Regions from separate parts of the Mus musculus genome. Here regions 1, 2 and 3 are each linked to region 4. A link is a contact called in public ChIA-PET and promoter capture Hi-C data. All regions are on one chromosome and are shown on one strand. The core of a region is the stretch at or near the end of the contact, and the rest is flanking DNA. Distances in the headings are between cores, read along the strand shown.

The links. Promoter capture Hi-C pulls out the DNA fragments that hold promoters and counts their contacts. ChIA-PET counts read pairs in DNA pulled down with a chosen protein or histone mark.
Region 1: a contact with region 4 is called in a promoter capture Hi-C map of hippocampal neurons, with 2.8 times the contacts expected there. The contact joins the enhancer-like site here to the promoter of Mfsd6 in region 4. A contact is called at or near these places in 9 of 39 promoter capture datasets (the 3T3-L1 cell line, 3T3-L1-derived adipocytes, the C10 cell line and 5 more).
Region 2: an RNA polymerase II ChIA-PET map of effector CD8 T cells shows a contact between it and region 4, with 5 read pairs. The contact joins the enhancer-like site here to the promoter of Mfsd6 in region 4. A contact is called at or near these places in 10 of 39 promoter capture datasets (the 3T3-L1 cell line, 3T3-L1-derived adipocytes, the C10 cell line and 6 more) and 3 of 115 datasets of contacts at active chromatin or transcription factors (effector CD8 T cells, memory CD8 T cells and stem cell-derived neural progenitor cells).
Region 3: a promoter capture Hi-C map of hippocampal neurons shows a contact between it and region 4, with 4 times the contacts expected there. The contact joins the enhancer-like site here to the promoter of Mfsd6 in region 4. A contact is called at or near these places in 11 of 39 promoter capture datasets (the 3T3-L1 cell line, the C10 cell line, cranial neural crest and 7 more), 1 of 484 Hi-C or Micro-C datasets (the G1E-ER4 cell line), 6 of 115 datasets of contacts at active chromatin or transcription factors (embryonic forebrain, embryonic stem cells, extraembryonic endoderm stem cells and 2 more) and 1 of 9 other capture datasets (macrophages).

What each region holds. Positions count from the first base shown.
Region 1 is chr1:52,985,089-52,989,671 of GRCm38.p6, reverse strand. It overlaps a transcript of 1700019D03Rik not described here. Among named protein-coding and RNA genes, the nearest start is that of 1700019D03Rik, 35 kb to the right of the region's middle. Within about 2 kb of position 2,766, at least 20 of the 459 cell types and tissues checked have an H3K27ac peak or open chromatin away from gene starts, as enhancers often do. A contact at or near this core is called in hippocampal neurons, where this site is marked.
Region 2 is chr1:52,372,643-52,377,517 of GRCm38.p6, reverse strand. No RefSeq gene overlaps it. Among named protein-coding and RNA genes, the nearest start is that of Gm23460, 69 kb to the left of the region's middle. Within about 2 kb of position 2,612, at least 21 of the 459 cell types and tissues checked have an H3K27ac peak or open chromatin away from gene starts, as enhancers often do. A contact at or near this core is called in effector CD8 T cells and memory CD8 T cells, where this site is marked.
Region 3 is chr1:52,277,906-52,282,539 of GRCm38.p6, reverse strand. No RefSeq gene overlaps it. Among named protein-coding and RNA genes, the nearest start is that of Gm31867, 22 kb to the right of the region's middle. Within about 2 kb of position 2,134, at least 13 of the 459 cell types and tissues checked have an H3K27ac peak or open chromatin away from gene starts, as enhancers often do. A contact at or near this core is called in extraembryonic endoderm stem cells and hippocampal neurons, where this site is marked.
Region 4 is chr1:52,723,811-52,728,967 of GRCm38.p6, reverse strand. It overlaps Mfsd6 (major facilitator superfamily domain containing 6), which reads left to right and starts at 1,650. Exons shown (of 6, transcript NM_178081.4): 1 at 1,650-1,945.

The DNA.
Region 1 (4,583 bases), core at 1,517-4,016, 260 kb before region 4:
AGCCAGAGCGAAGAGCAGTGTGTTTGTGCCAATGAGTCTTGGACAAGATGAGTATTTGTACATACTGCAGAGATGTCAAACACCCTAGCACTATGCAGACTGCGCTCTCACACTAAAGTACATATGAAATGATACCAGGTCACTTCAGCCACTGGAGATCTGTAAGAAGAGATTACGTTCAAGTAGTAGAACATCTGTGTAAACCTAATCTGAATCCATTCCAGAGAAGTTGCTTGTAAATCCACTTGTATTTTTCTAAGATTGTACCGGAAATACTTTTGTTAACCTTTTTTTTTTTTTTTTTCTGAGATGGGGTTTCTCTGTGGAGCCCTGGCTGTCCTAGAACTAGTTCCTTAGTCCAGGAAGGCCTTGAACTCACAGAAATCAGTCTACCTTTGCTTCTTGAGTGCTGTGATTAAAGCCTCTACCACCCAGCCTTGTTTTAACTTTCCCTTCTCTGGACTCTCCCCCACAGGCCTGGGAGGCCACAGGTCTACACACTGCTGAGAGCAAGGGAGATTGTTGCATGTGATACATGAAGGCTTCATTTAACAGCCAATTACTTTATGAGAAATTTTTTAAAAGCAAATACCTAAGATATAGAGTTTGTGCACATATATTTATGTAAAACAGCAAGAAAACTTATCAAAACTTCGGAGAACAGTTCAAGTAACATTCACAGTGGAAAAATGAGGAGGCAGTGGTCAGTCTGAAGTGCAGAATACAGTTTTCTCTTTCGAAGAAGGAAGTTCTGCTTCTCAGTGTGGGTAAGCAGCTTCATCGTGCTCAGTTTAGATCTAAACTATGTATTAAGGACTTGGTTTCTAGGGAGGAGCTTTAACAGACCCAGCCCAGTGAGGTGTCGTTAGGTCACTGGGAGCATGCCCTGTGAGGAGGGTGGTGAGACCCTGGCATTTTCCCTGGCTTGTATTTTTTCCAAGCTTTACTTGAAAAGGAGTGCAGACATCCCGAATAATGTTCTCTAAGACTCCCATGCAATTGGGATTCTATTTCTCTTCTGAAGAAGACATACCCCCACTGGAACTTCAGTCACTGTAACAAATACCCTGGAATCATCAACTTATAATGAAAGAGAATTTACTAGACATACAGCGCTGGAGGTTTTAGACCATGATTGACTGGCCTCGGCAGGAGTGTGATCCACCCAGATGCCAAAAAATGAACCAAATCCACTGAGATGCCAAAAAGTACCAAATCTTCTGAGATCGCTCCCCACCCACAAATAGCCGATTGGTCTAAAAAACATAAAGTGCTTAAAATGTACAGAAAATATTTTACGTGAAATTAAGCCTGGTAATAGTCAAAGTGGTTATTTAGTTACAGATGAATTGATCATATATATATATATATATATATATATATATATATATATATATATATGATGTATATAAGTATATTCTGAAACTATAGAATCTGTGTGTAATCTGTTGTCCTTATCCAAGAAAGGAACTAAGGAGTTAAAATGTGGAGGGTGTCATGAGATGGCTCTGGAGTTCCCCCATGCTGCCTCTGCTGGGATTGGCCATGTGACCTAGAAACCTGTGGGAGTTAGGATATTTCAACTGTACAAATAATGCATAGTTATGATTCTCACATGGCTTTAGAGAGTGCCTCAGTTGTACTACAGTCACTAATACACACATTACCTGTCACAGATACCTAGTTTTTTTATATATTGCTAAATATATAAATATATTTACAGGATACATATATGCACTCACATACTCCATGCACACAGGTTTTGTGATACATGTGCTGCAAAACAAGCCAAATAAGCTAAGACCTCAGTATAAACTCACACAGCAAAGCAAGTGTTCTAATAACATAAGCACTGAAGCTTGGCAAGCCCATCCTAAGACTAGCTGTAGCTTTTCAATATTTCCATCCACATCTTGTGGGCATGCCACTCGGTGGATGCTGGTGTTTATGCATGACATCTCCTAGAGTTGTGCCGAAAAGAGCTGGCATATATGCAGTTCTGTTTCTGAACATGGGCATTCATCTTTTAACCTAAGGACACAAGGATATCTGCATCAGTCATCACAGTGGCAGTCCGGTTTCTCATAATGTTCTGCAGTTGGTATGTGCTACTTATGGAATCAATCTGCATCTATCTTAACTGGCATGGGTTTTGCTTTGGTATAAATCAGTATGTGCATTTGTCTTGTTCTGTAAGAGCTGTAGAGCACTGTTTTACATATCTTGTAATTTAATTAGTCTATTAATTTCAGAGTAACAGTTAACTCTTTGCTCGAGTGTGAGGCTGTATAGTGAAAAGCTATAGTTTCCCTTCTTTTATGCTGAAATTTTTCCATTGGAAATTGAATCCATAAATTATTTTTTATAATTAAAAAATATATAGACAAAATAAAAATGAATTTTAAATATCTTTATACACTGATATAGAAAATGGAAATTATTTTGAGTATCTTTATGACCTGTTTGACTGACACACTCATGTCCAGCCATCAACACGTTTTTAAAAGCCAGTAAATACTTGCTATATGCCAGCAACTAAATTGTCCTCTTTAAATATAAAAGCCCATTTCAGGTTTTTTAGACTTTTTTCTTTAAAACAATCCGTTTTCAATATGAACAACAAAAGGCTGTTCTAAGGTCATGAGAGGAGAGGTGATTCATATATATATATATAGGATATTCTAATTTTAGTACTCGGTAGGGTGCAGCATCTGTCAGAAAAGAGAACAGAGCCATCCTGTGAGCAAGAAACAGAAGCTGACAAGCAAATGAGGAGGCAGGGAGCTGTGTGCTGTGTAATCACCGATATTCTAAAGAGCCTGTGGGCTAACTAGGTCCGGAGAGCATCTCCATAAATAGTCTAGTAGACCAGACTCGCCCCTAGAGGAGACCTTGGAGCTGGAAACACTTGCTCTCTGGGCTTCCTCCTCCTCAGTGCCCTGCCTGCAGACAGTATGGCTTCCCATCTAGCTTGAGAGATGTTCTCTCTGACTGCTAATGTCCTTCCCAGGGCCCTGTTCTACATCCTCGTCCATGTTTGTCTTTTTAGAACCAGCTGGGTTTGGGGGCCTTGGGATATTGGGGGCGAAGCATGAGGCAGTTCCTTGGACCAAATTTTAGACCATCTAAAACCAAGCGAAGTTAAGTGACTTACCCCAAGACACAAAGATTTTACAAACCATTGTGCAGCTTGTAAGATCTTATTTTGTTTCTCACCGTTCCCCTTAACTGTTTTTTTGATTCGATGTTTTCTTTATTTAAATTTCAAATGCTTTCCACTTTTCAGGCAAGTCTTCCCTTTGGAACTCCCCCTTCCCACCCCTTTTCCCCTGCTTCTACAAGAGTGTTCACCCCCACACCCACCCACTCCAGTCCTCCTGCCCTGGCATTCCCCTACACTGGGGCATCGAACACTCTCAAGGCCCAAGGGCCTCTCCTCCCACTGATATCCAACAAGGCCATCCTCTGCCACATATGTGTCCAGTGCCATGGGTTGCTCCACGTGTATTCTTTGGTTGGTGGTCCAGTCTCCGGGAGCTCTAGGGGGTCTGCCCTATTGACACTGTTGCTCCCTCCATGGGGCTGCAAATCCCTGCAGCTCCGTCAGTCCCTTTTCCAACACCTCCATCAGGGACCCCAGAGCTCACTCCAATAGTTGGCTTCAAGCATCCACGTCTGTATTTGTCAGGCTCTGTCAGAACCTCTCAGGGGACAGAAATATCAGACTTCCATCAGCAAGCACTTCCTGGCATTCATAGTAGCGTCCCAGTTTGGTGGATTTATATGGGATGGATTCCCAGGTGGGGCAGTCTCTGGATGGCCTTTCCTTCAGTCTCCACACTTTGTTTCCATATTTCCTCCTGTGAGTATTTTGTTCACCCTTCTAAAAGGCAATGAAGCATCCACATTTTGGTCTTTGTTCTTCTTAGAATCTTTGGTATTCCCAGCTTTTGGGTTAATATCCACTAATCAGTGGATATTACATACCACATGTGTTCTTTTGTGACAGAGTTACTTCACTCAGGTTGATATTTTCAAGTTCTATCCATTTGCTTAAAATTTTTCATGAAGTCATTGTTTTTAATAGCTGAGTAGTAGTACTCCATTGTATAAATGTATCACATTTTCTGTGTCCATTGCTCTGTTGAAGGACATCTGGGTTCTTAACAGCTTCTGGGTATTATAAATATAGCTGTTATAAACATAGTAGAGCATGTGTCCTTATTACATGTTGGAGCATCTTCTGGGTATATGCCCAGGAGTGGTATAGCTAGATCCTCAGAAAATATTATGTCAAGTTTTCTGAGGAACTGCCAGACTGATTTCCAGAGTGGTTGTACCAGTTTGCAATCCCACCAGCACCACCTCTTTCTCCACATCCTTGCCAGTACCTGCTGTCACCTGAGTTTTTCATCTTAGCCATTCTGACTGGTGTGAGGTGGCATCTCAGGATTGTTTTGGTTTGCATTTCCCTGATGACAAAGGATGTTGAACATTTCTTTAGGTGCTTCTCAGTCCTTTGAGTTTCCTCAGTTGAGAATTCTCTGTTTAGCTCTGTTCCCCATTTTTAATAGGGTTATTTG
Region 2 (4,875 bases), core at 1,363-3,862, 350 kb after region 4:
TGTACCAGACATGGCAGTTCAAGCCTGTAAGCCCAGCACCCTGCAGGTTGAGGCCAGCCTAGAATATTTAGCAATTCCCTGTCAAGAAAATGTGGATTTGGGAGCCTTTGTAAGTGGGCTATCTCTTCTCTTCCATATTAGGCCAGGAGCCCAATGTGATATCCTATGAAGGCTACAAGATATCAGAATCCTATTCTTGGACTTTCCAGGCTCCATAGCTGTCAATACATTTCTGTTTACTATATACTGCCCAGATTTGGTATTCTACTATAGCAGCAATAAATGGGTCGATACAATAATTTTCTCTGGATGAAGAGTCTCATGCAGCTTTGCAGTCTCTCTTACCTTGTAAGAAAACTCCTAGTTTCCCGGGGTGAAGATGTACAGAATGCTAAGGGGCATTATTCTGTGTATTGTCTTCCCTTAGAAAATAAACTGAATGAGCCTGTGAACCACAGCCCTCAGAGAGGTTAAGTCATGCAACTGGAAGAGAAGGAGGTTGCTTTCCCTCCAGAAGAGGTAATCCAAAGACAAACCAGGTTGTTTTGTTTTGGGTTTGGGTGGTGGTAATGGTGGTGGAGGATTGTGGGGGCACTGAGAATTGAATAGTTGGGGTCCTGTGAAAGCTAGCAAGTGCTGTGCTACTGAGCTATCTTCTCAACCCAAAGAAATCTTATGATGTAAAATCCAGATGTCTAAGATGTAGGCTAGGAAATAAATGTCAGTGCTGAAAGGGTACCAATACTGGCATGAGACATTTTATCTTTTACATGTAAAGTATTTTATACGTGGTAACAGCTTCAAGGCTGATGATAATCTGAGTCTATTTAAAGGTGTATCTCAATCTTTGGGTATTCTTATGTATGACAAAAGTAGTTACCATGATCAAGCAAGCTAACGTAATACTCACCTCCCATCTCATAGCACTTATCATAGAAATGCCAGCAGAGAATAAACATGATGAAAAAGTAGAAAACCTAAGCAAAAAATAAAACAAAACAAAAAAGATATTGAAAAAGGAACTAAATGGAGCATTTGGAATTAAAGCACATCTGTGTGAGGAAGCGGTTGGCGAGCATTCTGCCTAATGATTTTCCTCTTTCTACTTTAGTATTGTATTTATTTTATTTTGTTCATGTTTTTTCTTTCTTTTCAGGGATAGAGAACAAACTCAGGGTACTAAACATTCCTGTTTTTCATCGGGAAGGAAAGACTCTTATCAGAGCCACTCACATGCTATTTTCTGTTAAGACTCTGTGGTCAGCAGAAATTGAAGAATCAACTATGATTAAGAAGAGACCAGAATTTCTAAAGTGAAACCTTTACTTCGCTGGGACAATTGATGCTAGTTTGCTGGAGCTAAGAAATTAGCAGTGTTCTCTTCACTTTCTGTTGTTATGATAAGACATCTGAACAAAAGCAGTTTGGGAAAAGAAAGGGTTTATCTGGTTTACAATTCCAGGTCATAGCTCATCCTGAGAGAAGCTGAGCAGGAACTTGAAGGTGTTGAGTTCAGGGTAGAAGCTGAGAAAACTCACTTCAGAGACAGAAGCTTAAAATGAAGGCTTTATTTTCTGTTGTGCAGAAGGGTGGTCAGTTCCGGATCTGAACCTCAGAGATTGTACAACCTTTTTAAAGGACGGGGAACACAAAGTAAGGGAGAAGGAGGAAGGAGCTGTTGTGTTGACCAATCATATTTTGACAAGAGGTTAAACGAGGAGGTTAACATTGGTGACCTGGTTTCAGGGTCCTTGAGTCAGCTTTTGCAGCCAAGACCCCTCCTGGCTGGACCTGGAATCTAGAGTGATAAAGGAACAACAAGCAGCGTGTAGTCAATGGAACCAAGAGACCCAGAATCCAGAATGATAAAGGAACGAAGGAGTGAGCAAGCTAAACACAGTCAACTAAGTCGAGACAGGCAGCACATTTATAACTTGTGTGCCTTAGTTTAGACAACAGGAAACCAGCATCTTCTCTCTTAACACCCTTTAATGTTTAACAGACAAACATGAAACATCTGAAGAAGTAGGTTCTAAGTTGATTCCAAGGCCTGGGGACATGAACTCAGTCGTTGCTCTAGCAGCAAGGAGGAATTTGTTCCTGAGATGGCTGAACTCAGGCAGCCGTCTCCTGGTAAAGGCGTTTCAGCTTTGTATTCCCCACAGCACTATTTCTGTTCAAGAAGTACCACAGGAACTATGTAGATTACAGCAATGTAGCTTTCTTATACAGCTCAAGACAACCTGTAGCAGGTTCTGCCCAACACACCTATGCCTGGACCCTCCTACATCAAGCAAAATTAAAGCAATTCCCCAAAGACATGCCCATAGGCCAGTGTGATTTAAACAATTGCTCGATTGAGGCTCTAGGCTGTGTCAAATTAACAGTTAAAGCTAACCAGGACAAATGGGCTCAACAGCAAGACAAAGATGACAAAAGAACAAAAACAAAGAAATATAGAAACAACCAATATAACTATCAGAGACAAAAAGGACTTGTGGGGGGAAAAAAAGTCAGGCCTGGTGGCTTACACCTTTGAGGCTGGGGTGGGAAGAAGACCATAATAGTGAATTCCAGAGCAGCCTTGCTGCACAGTGTACCTCAATTGAGAAAATGTTCCACCCTCAGATTTCCTGTAAGCAAGCCTCTGGGGCAGTTTCTTGATAAGTGATTGATGTGGGTGTCTTCGGGTTTTTCTTGCTGCAAACAGACATCATAACAACAACTCTTATAAAAGAAAAGAGTTCATTGGGACTATCTTACAGTTCAGAGGTGTAGTCAGTTATCCTCATGACGGGACAGCACATCAGCAGACATGGTAGTGGAGAAGGAGCTGAGGGTTCTACATCTGGATCAGATGGCAGCAGGAAGAGACATTGCTATGCTGGTCCTGGCTTGAGATGCTGAGACCTCAAAGTCTCTCCCCCCGATGCCCCCCATGACACACTTTCTCCAGCAAAGCTACACCTACTCCAACAAGACCACCTCTCCTAATAGTGCCACTCCCTATGAGCCTGTGAGGGCCATTTTCTTTTAAACCTCTGTAGTGGGAGAGCCTTACAGTTGGATCTCATATCCCAAAGTGTGGTGTCACCCCTGGACAGATGAGAAGACACGCTGGGTAAACCTGGGGGAGGAAGCAAGGAAATGGGATCCCTCCAACATCCCTGCTTCAGTTCCTGCTGCCTGGTTTCTGTCCCAACTTCTCTCCAGGATGGACCATAAATTCTTACACTGAAATAATCTTCTCCTCCGCAAGTCACTCTTGGTCATGGTGTTGTTTTATTGTATGAATAAAAACAAACTAAAAGAGAAATTGGTACCAGGTTCATGGGATATTTCTGTGAAAGACCTGACCATGTTGTTTAGGGAGTATTGGGGAAGGACTTTTTGAAACTTGAGCTAGGAAAGCCATTGAGTGTTCAGATCTTAATGAATGGTTGTGGGTCCTTAGAAGCATTATCTTCTAAGTTCCCACGGACTCTTATCAGGGCCACTCACATGCCAGTTTCTGTTAAGACTCTGTGATTCTGGTCAGCAGATATGAAAGAATCAACTATGATTAAGAAGAGACCAGAATCCATAAAGTGAAACCTTTACTTCGCTGGGACAATTGATGCTGGGTAACTGGAGCTGACAAATTAGCAGAGTTTAAAAAGAGACTAATATCATTGAGGTGAAGCATTCTGAGAGAATTTCCACAGGGTCAGCACATAGAAGCTGTGGTCCAGAGGGAGCAAGGCTGCATCTCATGTGGGCAGCCAAACTAGGTAATTCATATATTCATAAAAGTCAAGGTTCCAGCAATGTACCTGTGCATCACATTGACAAGTAATCAATTGTGTGGCAGAGTTAGAGTCCCTATTTATGTTTTACATTCTGATATTAATATTGTCGTGTCTTTTGGGGAACAAATGAGAAGTGAAAGTTCTAGTTGAATAGTGATATGTCTGTGTGTCATGTGAGCAAGGAGTCCATTGTGATAACTAGATTTGTGTTTTTAGCTCACTGGAAAAATAAATTCTAACTATTCTTAGTTCATCTCTGACCATAAACAAGGCTGAATGTTATTAAAACCAAGAACCTGACTTACCATGTGTACTGGCTAGTTTTGTGTCAACTTGACACAGCTGGAGTTATCACAGAGAAAGGAGCTTCAGTTGAGGAAAGGCCTCCATGAGATCCAACTGTAAGGCATTTTCTCAATTAGTGATCAAGGGGGAAGGGCCCCTTGTGGGTGGGACCATCCCTGGGCTGGTAGCCTTGGGTTCTATAAGAGAGCAGGCTGAGCAAGCCAGGGGAGGCAAGCCAGTAAGGAACATCCCTCCATGGTCTCTGTATCAGCTCCTGCTTCCTGACCTGCTTGAGTTCCAGTCCTGACTTCCTTTGGTGATGAACAGCAGTATGGAAGTGTAAGCCGAATAAACCCTTTCCTCCCCAACTTGCTCCTTGGTCATGATGTTTGTGCAGGAATAGAAACCCTGACTGAGACACCAGGGAAGCCTCCCAAACCAGCGCCATTCTATCTCAAAGTCCAACCCTAGTTCTGCCTGATCAGCTTGATTATGTGTCTCTAAGAGAATTCATCATGCTTAGGATGCTGGATAATTTCAGACTTAAGAATCCCCACTTCCTTGTTTCTTGTTCATAACTCCACTCTGCAGAACCTAGCAGGGTGTCTGTTTCCACACAGTAGCGCTCACTTTAAGCAATCTGACACATTAGCCTGACTTCTGGGCATCCTGAGCTAGCTGGCCATGTGTTCTGAATGAATAATATCATTTCTAGATATGATCTAGATACGATCCTTAGTCCCCAGTATCAGACACTGAACATCACTGGCATGGTGTTTTCCCTTTCTGTTTTTAAGAGCTT
Region 3 (4,634 bases), core at 885-3,384, 450 kb after region 4:
TTTCTGTCAAACAATGTCGTTTCTCAGGTCAGAACAGCACACAGAGAGATGATTTTCCGGTTCTGTTTGCTAATGGAGGGAGAAAGTCAAAGTCTTGTCTCAGCTTGTAGATAGATAAAAAATGTCTGCCTAAAGAACCAGTCATATGTCACACTCGACCAATGGAAAGCATTTGTTTAAAATCCAAAAGAATAGAAGAGACAATTTTCCATAGCTAAGATAATAATCATTATTTATGATGACTGACATTCAAATTTAGAGAAAATGCCACCACCCTTCTTGGTCTTTTGTTTGTTTGCTTCCTTGTTTTCGTTTTTGATAATGTAATGTGTCACCTACACTGGCCTCATGCCTTTGGTTTTGGAGTCACGACCAGCTACACTCCTCACCCTTCTTCTCTTCCACAGTGCTGGGATGACAGACAGGGATGTACCACTATACCCAGCTGCTGTTTTTACTTTTTCAAAAAGTGAAAGCAGTTTTCTACAGAGAAAGAAAGGGAAGAGTGTCTAACTCCCGCCACTGTTTTCAGCACTTGCCTTTCTGCTGAATGAATGGGGGCAGGGAGGGGGTGTCCATCGGGGAAACCATATTGGGTTGGAATCCTGTATTTCATGGCTGCTCAGGATGGCTACGTGAACACAGCATGTCAGTACCGTATGCAGATATTCTTCCTGCATAGCCTGCGCAGAATGACACCATATAGGATCCTATTCAGAATTATTGCAAATTGAATCCTCTCTTGGAATGGGGAGACGAGATGAGGCAGCTCTAGTCTGGCTTGACCTTGTGCCCTGTGAGCCCAAAGCTAGAAAGCTGTTTTTGTGGAACTGTCTTTAGTATCTTTCCTCTCCTTACTTCCTATGAACTCTTTCTCTGGCATTCTGTTCAAAGTGCTGTGAACCTTCAGGATCCAGTTTCTGTCTAGAGGGAACAGCTGCAGTGTCAACATATCAGATCTGTAAACCTATATACCATATCATATACCTGATCTCGGACAACTCCCTTTCAAAGGTGAAAAGTGAAATTGGTGAATAACTCTTATAGGACGTATGTGGCATGGGCAGGCTATCCTCAGAGAGTATTCCAAGAGTCTGAAAGATAAGATAAGCAGACAGAGACTAGACTAACTTTTAAATCAGGAAACTCAGGATAGAGGGTTCCAGTTACTGGGAGTGCCAGTACCTGGCAAACACAGAAGTGGATGCTCACAGTCATCTATTGGATGGAACACAGGGCCCCCAATGGAGGAGCTAGAGAAAGCACCCAAGGAGCTGAAGGGTCTGCAACTCTATAGGAGGAACAACAATATGAACTAACCAGTAACTCAGAGATTGGCTTCCCTCTGTCTCCTGAGATTAAAGATGTGTCTGTATTACCAGCTGGGATCACACAGACCTAGAAGACCTTTGGCTATTATCCCTTGCCAAAACAGCCACATTCCTGGATTAAAATTCTCTACAGGATCATATCTTTGTACTATTACCAATTGAAAGACTATTTCCGACAATAGCTGTTTAACAGACATTTCGTGAGTAAATGAATTAATGAATAAATCATTGGGATTACACATTTCTATTGAGTACTTATAGTCGTGGGACACCATGAAGGATGAAGATGGAGTAGCAATCAAAACCTGTGCTTCTATATATGAAAAAGTATGCCTAAGCATTATACCGTCCTTCTGCCTAAGGGGATGAATTTTATATGGATGACTAATTAGACATGTTTACTAACAGTAAAGGGGATGTTATTGCAATGAGTTCTGGGCTCTGACATAATTCGAGAATTAAATATTAATGAGGAAGGAGAGACATCAGGATGGATGAAGGGCATCATTTGAGAAGAACAGAAAAACATAATGGTATGCACGCACATTTGAGGACAAAGAGGGCTAGCTGTAATATGAATTCATGGATTGAATCTGAATTCATAAAACCTCTTGTATATATCAGTGGCATTCTGAGAGGAATTAGAGTCACTCTCACATGATGCTAAAAGTTCTCAGTCTGGGCAAGAAGAGGGGACAAGAGTGTAGTGCTGCTCATAGAAGGTTGTGAAAAGCAGTCAAACAAAGAATAGCCTGGAGGTTTGTTCTAAGGGGTATTCAGCAACCCACGGGACACCTCCTCCGCCTCCTGGCAGAAGCAGAATCCTGCTGCTCCTGTGCCAGCAGAGGCAATGTTTAGCTCTCTTAGCTGAGCTCATCCTCAGGAAAACTAGAAAAGCAGACAGGATTTGCCACCAACCTGTTATAGTTTCTCGTCTTTGTACAGACCCGGGCATCCTCTTCTCTTTTCTCTAATTTCCAGATTTCCTTAATCTCATTTGTTTACGAGGCTCTCTCCCTATCTACAGCTTCCCGTCAGGGCATCCTGACATGCTATTTCCTGGGCCTCAGTCCCTCCTAGTCCTCCCTAGTGACCATGGCACCATGTTTTGTCTCTAGAAAATTTGTTTGACCACTTTGAGCTGGATTGTTAGTGGCTGACAATTGTTTTGACTCCTAGTGTGGTATTTTCCCACATGGGAATTCTTCCAGCCGTTCCAATGGTTTAATCAAAAGGTGAAGTAAATGTTAAATATTAAGTAGAAGAAACTACTTGAAAAGCTTAGTCATATGAAGATTTCCATTTAAAGTGTATGTTAATCCTTTCAAAGATTGAGATTTTTTAACAAATGGATTCCAGGTATATATACATATATCAGTGAAATAAGCAAAGCACACAGTACTTAAAATTTTGTTTTTACTTTTATGATTTTAAAATACCACTGTTTGTATTTTGAGGAGTGCATTTGTCAAAGTAGCTAATCATGTTGATTTTTTTTAAAGACCAGGACAAATATATAATGAGAATTTGGAAGACTGCCCAGTAAGTTTTTTGAGACATGAGTGATGGTGGCTGCTGTATCTTCTATGCTCTTTCTTGACTCTTCCTGACCAGGGCACACCCTGCCCAACCCAGGGTGGATATAAGACAGGTCATTGTTTCGTATTCTAGTGACACAGGAGTCCATTGTGTTCACGGTATTTGGAGAGGGAACCAAGGAAGGCTGCCATGAATTATTAACAGCTGCTCTTCTGAACCTGTTTGAGAGTGTGATGCTGCTTGCTTCCCATGCTCCTGAGACCTCATTCTTCTAGGATATGAGAAAGAAAAAAGGGGCGGTGGGGACAAAAGTGAAAGTAAGCACAGAGAGATGGAAGAGAAATGGAGGCAAGGACCACCACAGTGCTTCTCACTGTCCGTGGGATGGCAACACTGGCAAAGAAAACTTGCCAAGATTTGGCCAGGGATTTGATTGGCAGTGCCTGCTCACTATATTTTCCTTACTTAAAAACAACTGCCTCCAGATTGCATATTTCATCCAATCCCTGATAGAACACACCTTAGGTTTTAAGCATTTGTGGTTTTTTTTCATTGTAAGATAGGGTGCCTTCAGTTCACTTCTTGATCTTGCCTATTATCATGACATTGTAACCACACATACAGAGAGGAGAGAGAGACAGAGACATACAGAAAGACAGACAGACAGAGAGACAGAGACAGACAGAGAGACAGACAGAGAGAACTGGTTATGATCTCTGTTGGGGATGAACCATGCTGACATGGTCAGTGTACTATGGCTCACATTCTGAATACAGCTTGCTGTATATGAAAATAGTTTTATTGTCTTTTAAATAGCTTTGTTGGAACACAGCAGTGCTCATTCACTGATACATCATTCATGGGTCTGGATGATTCCATATAATGACAAAATTAACATAGCCTATATGGTCCTCAAGGCATAAGGTTTTTACTGTTTACAAAAAATGCATTTCTTGCTCTTATATCGTGGGTCACTATATATAAACTGCAGCTGGTCTATGAACTACATCATATGATGTATGTTTACATCAACATTAGGACCCTGCAAGAGAATAGAAGCAAACTATGCCACTGTGTGCTCTGTCTGTTCCAGATGATGTTCTTTTCTGCAGGAAGACTCTCTTGAAGAAGGAGTAGTGTGTGGATTTGCACTCTGGGGTCAGCCCTTGGCCCCTTGTGGATCAGCACTTTTAGTAGCACTGACTTCAGTGTCTCTATAAAACTTTAACTTTCCTTAAGGAAAGTACTTGCTTTCTGACATTTCTGGGCAGTGTGACTCACCAAGGTTTGTGGGACTATGTCTTAGCTTTTGCTGTTTAATAAACTACTCCAAAACTTTGTGACCTAAAACAAACTACAGTTCAGCGATTCAGACTGGGCTCAGCTCGGTGGTTCTGGCCATGACTGGCTCTGCAGGTTTTCAGCTGGGCTTGTTCATTCATTCGTGGTCAGTTGGCAGTCTGTCTGGGGCTAGAGGGGTAAGAGGCCGTAACTAGTATAGCTTTCTGCTCCACGTGGCCTCCCTCAGTGATCAGACCAGGCTGGACAGGAGCTTCGGGGAAAAGCATCTGTGTGGTCCTTGAGAGGCTACCTTTGACACTTGCAAAATGTCACCTCCTTCACATTCTTAGACAATGCAAACTACAAAGGCAGACCACTTATCTTTGGGATAGGAAAACAGACTCCACTTCTTCATGGGATCACATTCTATGCAACCCAGGGAGGGAAGGAGTCAAATTATTGCCACTCTTTAGTCCTTCCTTC
Region 4 (5,157 bases), core at 401-2,900:
TGGAGGCTAATTTCCCATATCACACAGACTGGACCCTACAGAAGGGTAAAAAAAGTGTATGTGACAATGGTGTTGAGTGACAGATCATGTTTGCTTCACGCATATTTATGTTTTAAAGAGATTTTTATATTATTTTTAAAATTATAAGAAATTTAAATAAGACCCAGGAGATACTGTAAAAACTGATAAGTTAAAAGCATTATGGTTGTGGGGTGGGGGTGGGGAATCCCTGCTCTTACAAAGCCAGTTTGCTTTCTGTAGGTCAAACATTAGCCCCTCTTCCCAGGTCCTTTTTCCTACAAAACCTCTCCTCTCACACTTGATACAGTAGGATCTTCAGGCACTTTGTTCTCTCTCTCTCTCTCTCTCTCTCTCTCTCTCTCTCTCTCTCTCTCTCTCTCTCTGTCTCTCTCTCTCTCATTTCCTTAATGCATGGACAGATCAGGAGAATGCTTGCTTTCTTTTTCACTTCCGTACTGGCTGGACAGATCAGGAGAATGTTGTCTTTCATGATAGCCCAACTGGGAACTTGAAGAGCTTTTCATTTCCACACAATGAGGGATCCAGCTGTCTCCAGGTCACACCAGAGCAGATATGTCATCCTTTGTACAAATCACCTTTATAATTTTCCTCTGAAACGCTAGCAGATACCGTCTTTGTTTAACTTCCACGTCTCAACATTTCAAGTGGTCTGTAATAAGGCGTATTGACTGCAGAAACTGTCCCTGGAAACGGGGGCTGAGCATCCAGCAACTGTATATTTATACTTTTTCATAAAGAAGGGCTTCACAATTTGAAGCGTCAGGGCCTATAAAGTGCTCTTTAGTAATGTCTTATGATGCAGAGCCTGGATTTTCTTCTACTTGTTTGTAATTTTGAACCTAGTTAACTTTCAGTCTCGTTTTGTAGCTGTAACAATAGATTAACATTGCTTACATCTATAGGATTCAATGGTATGTAAACAATGCTTCCCATGTAAGAAACGAATGTTCCTAAATGTTAGCTGTCATTATTGCTGGCTCTGGATTCTCTGCTCCCCATCACAGGCACGCACATACCCTTGTCAAACCAAACCTGTATACAATCTACTTGCTATCTGAATTTAACAAATGATACAGCTTAATTCTTAGAGTAACACCTGTGCTCAGGTCACTTCTTCATTAAGGTGCCATGTTCAGATGCTGTCTGGGTTCCAGAAGCTCCTGGAGCGAGCACTGTCTTTCTCCTAGCTGTTGTCTGCGGGGTCACCCGAGGACAGTTTACCAAGGTTGTGCCTAGAACCAGACAGCATGCATCTCATCAGCAGAGTTAGCTTTGAGGGTGGCACCTATTAAGTTCTGGAAAACTGATGGCTGTCACCACCCCTAGACCAGGTTGTTATTTACTTTGGGCTTCAAGTTCTTTCCAACACCCCATCAGAGATTAGGGAGTAAAACACCGCTCAGCCCGAGCGCAATGGGGTGTGGCGGAACGGGGATGGGGCATCGCCCACCTCTTCACTCTTTAGAATATGTCACGGCAGCCGGGGCTGGATACCGGGTCCCCCGGGCGGCCCCAGAGGGCGGGAGGCCGAGAGGAGGCGGCGGACGCATCCGCCGCCGCAGGAGGCGGAGCGCTGCACCTGGCGCCCGGTTCTCCAGCTCAGCCCTGAAACGGGTCCAGCCGGTCGGGAGCGAAGGCGGCGGCAGCGAGGCCAGGCCTGGGACCAAAGCGGCGAGGAGGAGCGGACAGAGGGGTTGCGCCGGACTGCGCCGGGCCAGCGCCATCGCTCGCCCCACCCGGCTTGCATCCAGCCGTCGCGCCCGCCGCACCCCCGGGAGAGGAGCTAGCCACCCAACCGACATGCGGCGCTCTGGCCTGCCCGCCGCCGCCCCGGCGCCCCGAGCGGCCGCCCCGCACCCCGGGGACAGGGCTCCCCGCGCCTCGCGCAGCTGAGCGCCTCCAGGTGAGTGGGTCGGCGCCGCCCCGGGGCCCCGGATCCTCCTCCGTGCACCTGCTGCGGGGTGGGCGCCGCCCCGGCCCGGGGCCTCCGAGCCTATCCCGCCCTCCCGGGTGCCGCCTGTCATCTCGGGGTGCAGGACAGCGGCGTCCCCCGCGCCCGCAGCACTTCCGCAAACGTAATTGGAGTCGGGAAAACAAAGGCGCTGCCCGGGAGCCCTTGGCCGCCGCCCGCCCGCAGCTGCTGCAGAAGGTGGGGGGCGCGGGTGGGCCCCGCGGGCCCAAGCCTGTCAGAGTCCGGTCCCGGCGTCGCCTTGGAGGTAAACATCCCCGGGAGAGAGGGGGAGGCGAGCTTGTCTTCATGGCCCTTGACAGTGTCCCCCTGTGTAGCAGGAGGAAACTGACATTGTCTGCCTCCCCCGTGGAAACAAATACAGGGGGCGGTACACCTCTTCCCGGGCTGCTACCTCCTTAGGAGAAATGTCCTACGGTGTGCGTGCGCGCTGAGCACTGAGCTTCAACTCAGGCTTGGGTCCCTCGCTTCACAGAGACTACCAGGTAGAGGAAAGATTCAGATGTAGCCCCTCCTCCTCCCTTTGCCCCTCCCCACGTGGTCTTGCCCGTGGATTACCACCCTTAAGTCTGGCACACTGTGCGTTTTGATTCTCCCACACGCCTGCGAAACCACAAACATTCCCTTTCATCAAAAAAAAAAAAAATTAATAAGCATGCCTACACCCACTGGGACATATAATACCTGCCAATCCATCGTAGAAATAACCTTGTGGAGTTGAAGTTTCAACTCCCAACCAGTGTCTAAGTAGTTTTGTGTCCTTTGGTTGTTGTTACATCATCCCAGGCTGCAGTTTTCTCACACAGAGAAAAAAGATGGATACAAGATGATAGTAATCCAGTCAAATCTCCTTTAACCTTGCTGGAGGTTCACGATGTTGTGTGTAGTTGTGTGTGATATTGTGTGTGATATTAGGTGTAGTTGAAAGTAGGCAGCATACAGTTTATGTGCTACCAGCAGCACTGTAAAAGAGAACATTGGGTAGGTCCATGTTCTGCACAGAGCATTGCTTCCTTGAGACCAGGCCCTAGCCAGCTAAAAGTGTATGCATTATTGATGCCCTTATGAAGAAAAGGAGGAGGATAAAATCCTTTGCATTGGGAAGCTTGGCTCTGACACCCAATACTTGTCATTAGCATATGTGGAAGATTTTTTCATTTGATTGGTGATGAGTAAGGGTGATTGGGCGTTTTTCACAGGTTGTGAGTAAAAATTCACAATATTAAAAAAAATTGCTTAGGAAAAGGTTGAAACATTGTTACTACAATGCAAGACACATCTGGAAAGAAAAAGGGGTCTAATTTTAAAAAAATGAATTAAAACTATTAAATATTTTACAGTTTTCCAGGCTATCTATCAAGGTAAATATAAAACAAGAAGGTAGACTAAAACAGAAACAAAACAGTACATGTCTGGTGGTCTGGGTATTGAGTCATCACCAATTCTATGCAACATATATACATACATATACATAATACACACATATACATATATGCACATATTTATATCTATTATAATATATAGTACATGTGTGTCTATATATAAATAATATATATGTTAAAATACACACACACACATATATATGTATATATATATATAAAACTTCTGCATTATCTTATAGTAATATGGCACTTTTGGAATTCTTATGTTTTTAAAGGCACCATTCTGGAGCTAGTTTCCAAATCCCTGTACCAATGTCTAATTTTATGCACCATGAAAAAGAAGCTCAGAGAAATTATGCAACTTAGACCACCCACATATTCAATAAGAGGTGGAGTTAGAATTGACCTATCCCGCTGGCCCCAAAGCAAGCCCAGGAAGCTTCCAGAAGGTTCCTCCAGATAGGGACCTATCCCTTCTCCACCACAGTGAAGCTTTTCCTTTGCTTCTTGCCTTTGAAAATTAACTTTGTTTCAACATGTGTGCATTACACATGCTAGCATTTCTCCATGCAGAATCGTCTACATATTGATGATGTATATAAATTAGAGGATTTATAATATTTTTACCCATTTATTCTTACATTTTTGAACTTACAAGAAATGTAAAACTAAGTGCCAAATATGAGTTGAGTATTAGACCAATACTGGGGTAATTTTTCTTTTGACCTTAGAAAGTTAGATTTAGGTTTAAAAAAATTGGAAAAGTGTGTGTTCTTTTATTATATAAATTAAAAAGGGAAAAGGAGAAAGGAAAAAAAATATCACTGAAGAGAAAACTGACTGCACCTAACCAGAACATACAGTGAGGTTGTTTTGTTTTATTTGTGTTGTTGTTTATTGTTTTGGAAAGTAAGAGGGGTCAGGGGTGGGGCAGAGTCAGGAGTCTCAGATGACCGACTGTTCCCTTTTCCAGTCGTAGCTGTGGCATAGTCTGCGGCTTGCTGGGCTTCCTATAGGACACTTTGATGCCCAGGTTTCCCACTAAGTCTAGGCTGGACTGCCAGAATGTCTTTCCTTCTGTCTCGTCTTGCTTGCAACTGCAAGCAGGGAGACACTTTCATTTCTTGGTAAAGTTGATAGGAGGAGTCACCTTACTTGCTGCTTACGTCATCTCAGGAAAATGTGGCATTACAGATGACTTCAGGTTGGCATAGCGTCATTTCAGGAGCGGCACATTATCATCAAGTTTAGTCTGATGCACGTGTGTGTTTAGCAATCCTAAAAACAGTTCTACAAGTCTTCCCACTTCTATGCGAACGTAACCAAAATTAATGTGTAGAATTTTAAAAGGTCAATACATTGTTTTTTTTTTTTTCTGCTCAGAATTAGAAATCCAAAGAAAAATACATTCAGACTTCAGATACGAGAAAACACATCACTTCATATGTGAAGAAAATCTACATTGTCTTGGTCCATTGGAATGCAACTTTATTATAATGCAATCTGGCAGGAGAGGTCCTTATAAAGTTCATCTGAGGAGGAGGTTTTCTGGCAGTTCTAGGCATCATGTAACATTTCATTTAAGGTTTTCATTGTATTTCAGGTAGATAGAAATCTGTGCAAAAAACCTGCCCTGGTTAAGGCCAGTTTGGGTGAAAGTTTCTTCCTTTAGGTGGAACCCTCAAGGCATTTCCTAGGGCACAGTAGTTTTAGGTTTTGATGTGGATTTGAGGCAGAAAACATACCTGAGTGCCTCCACCTGGG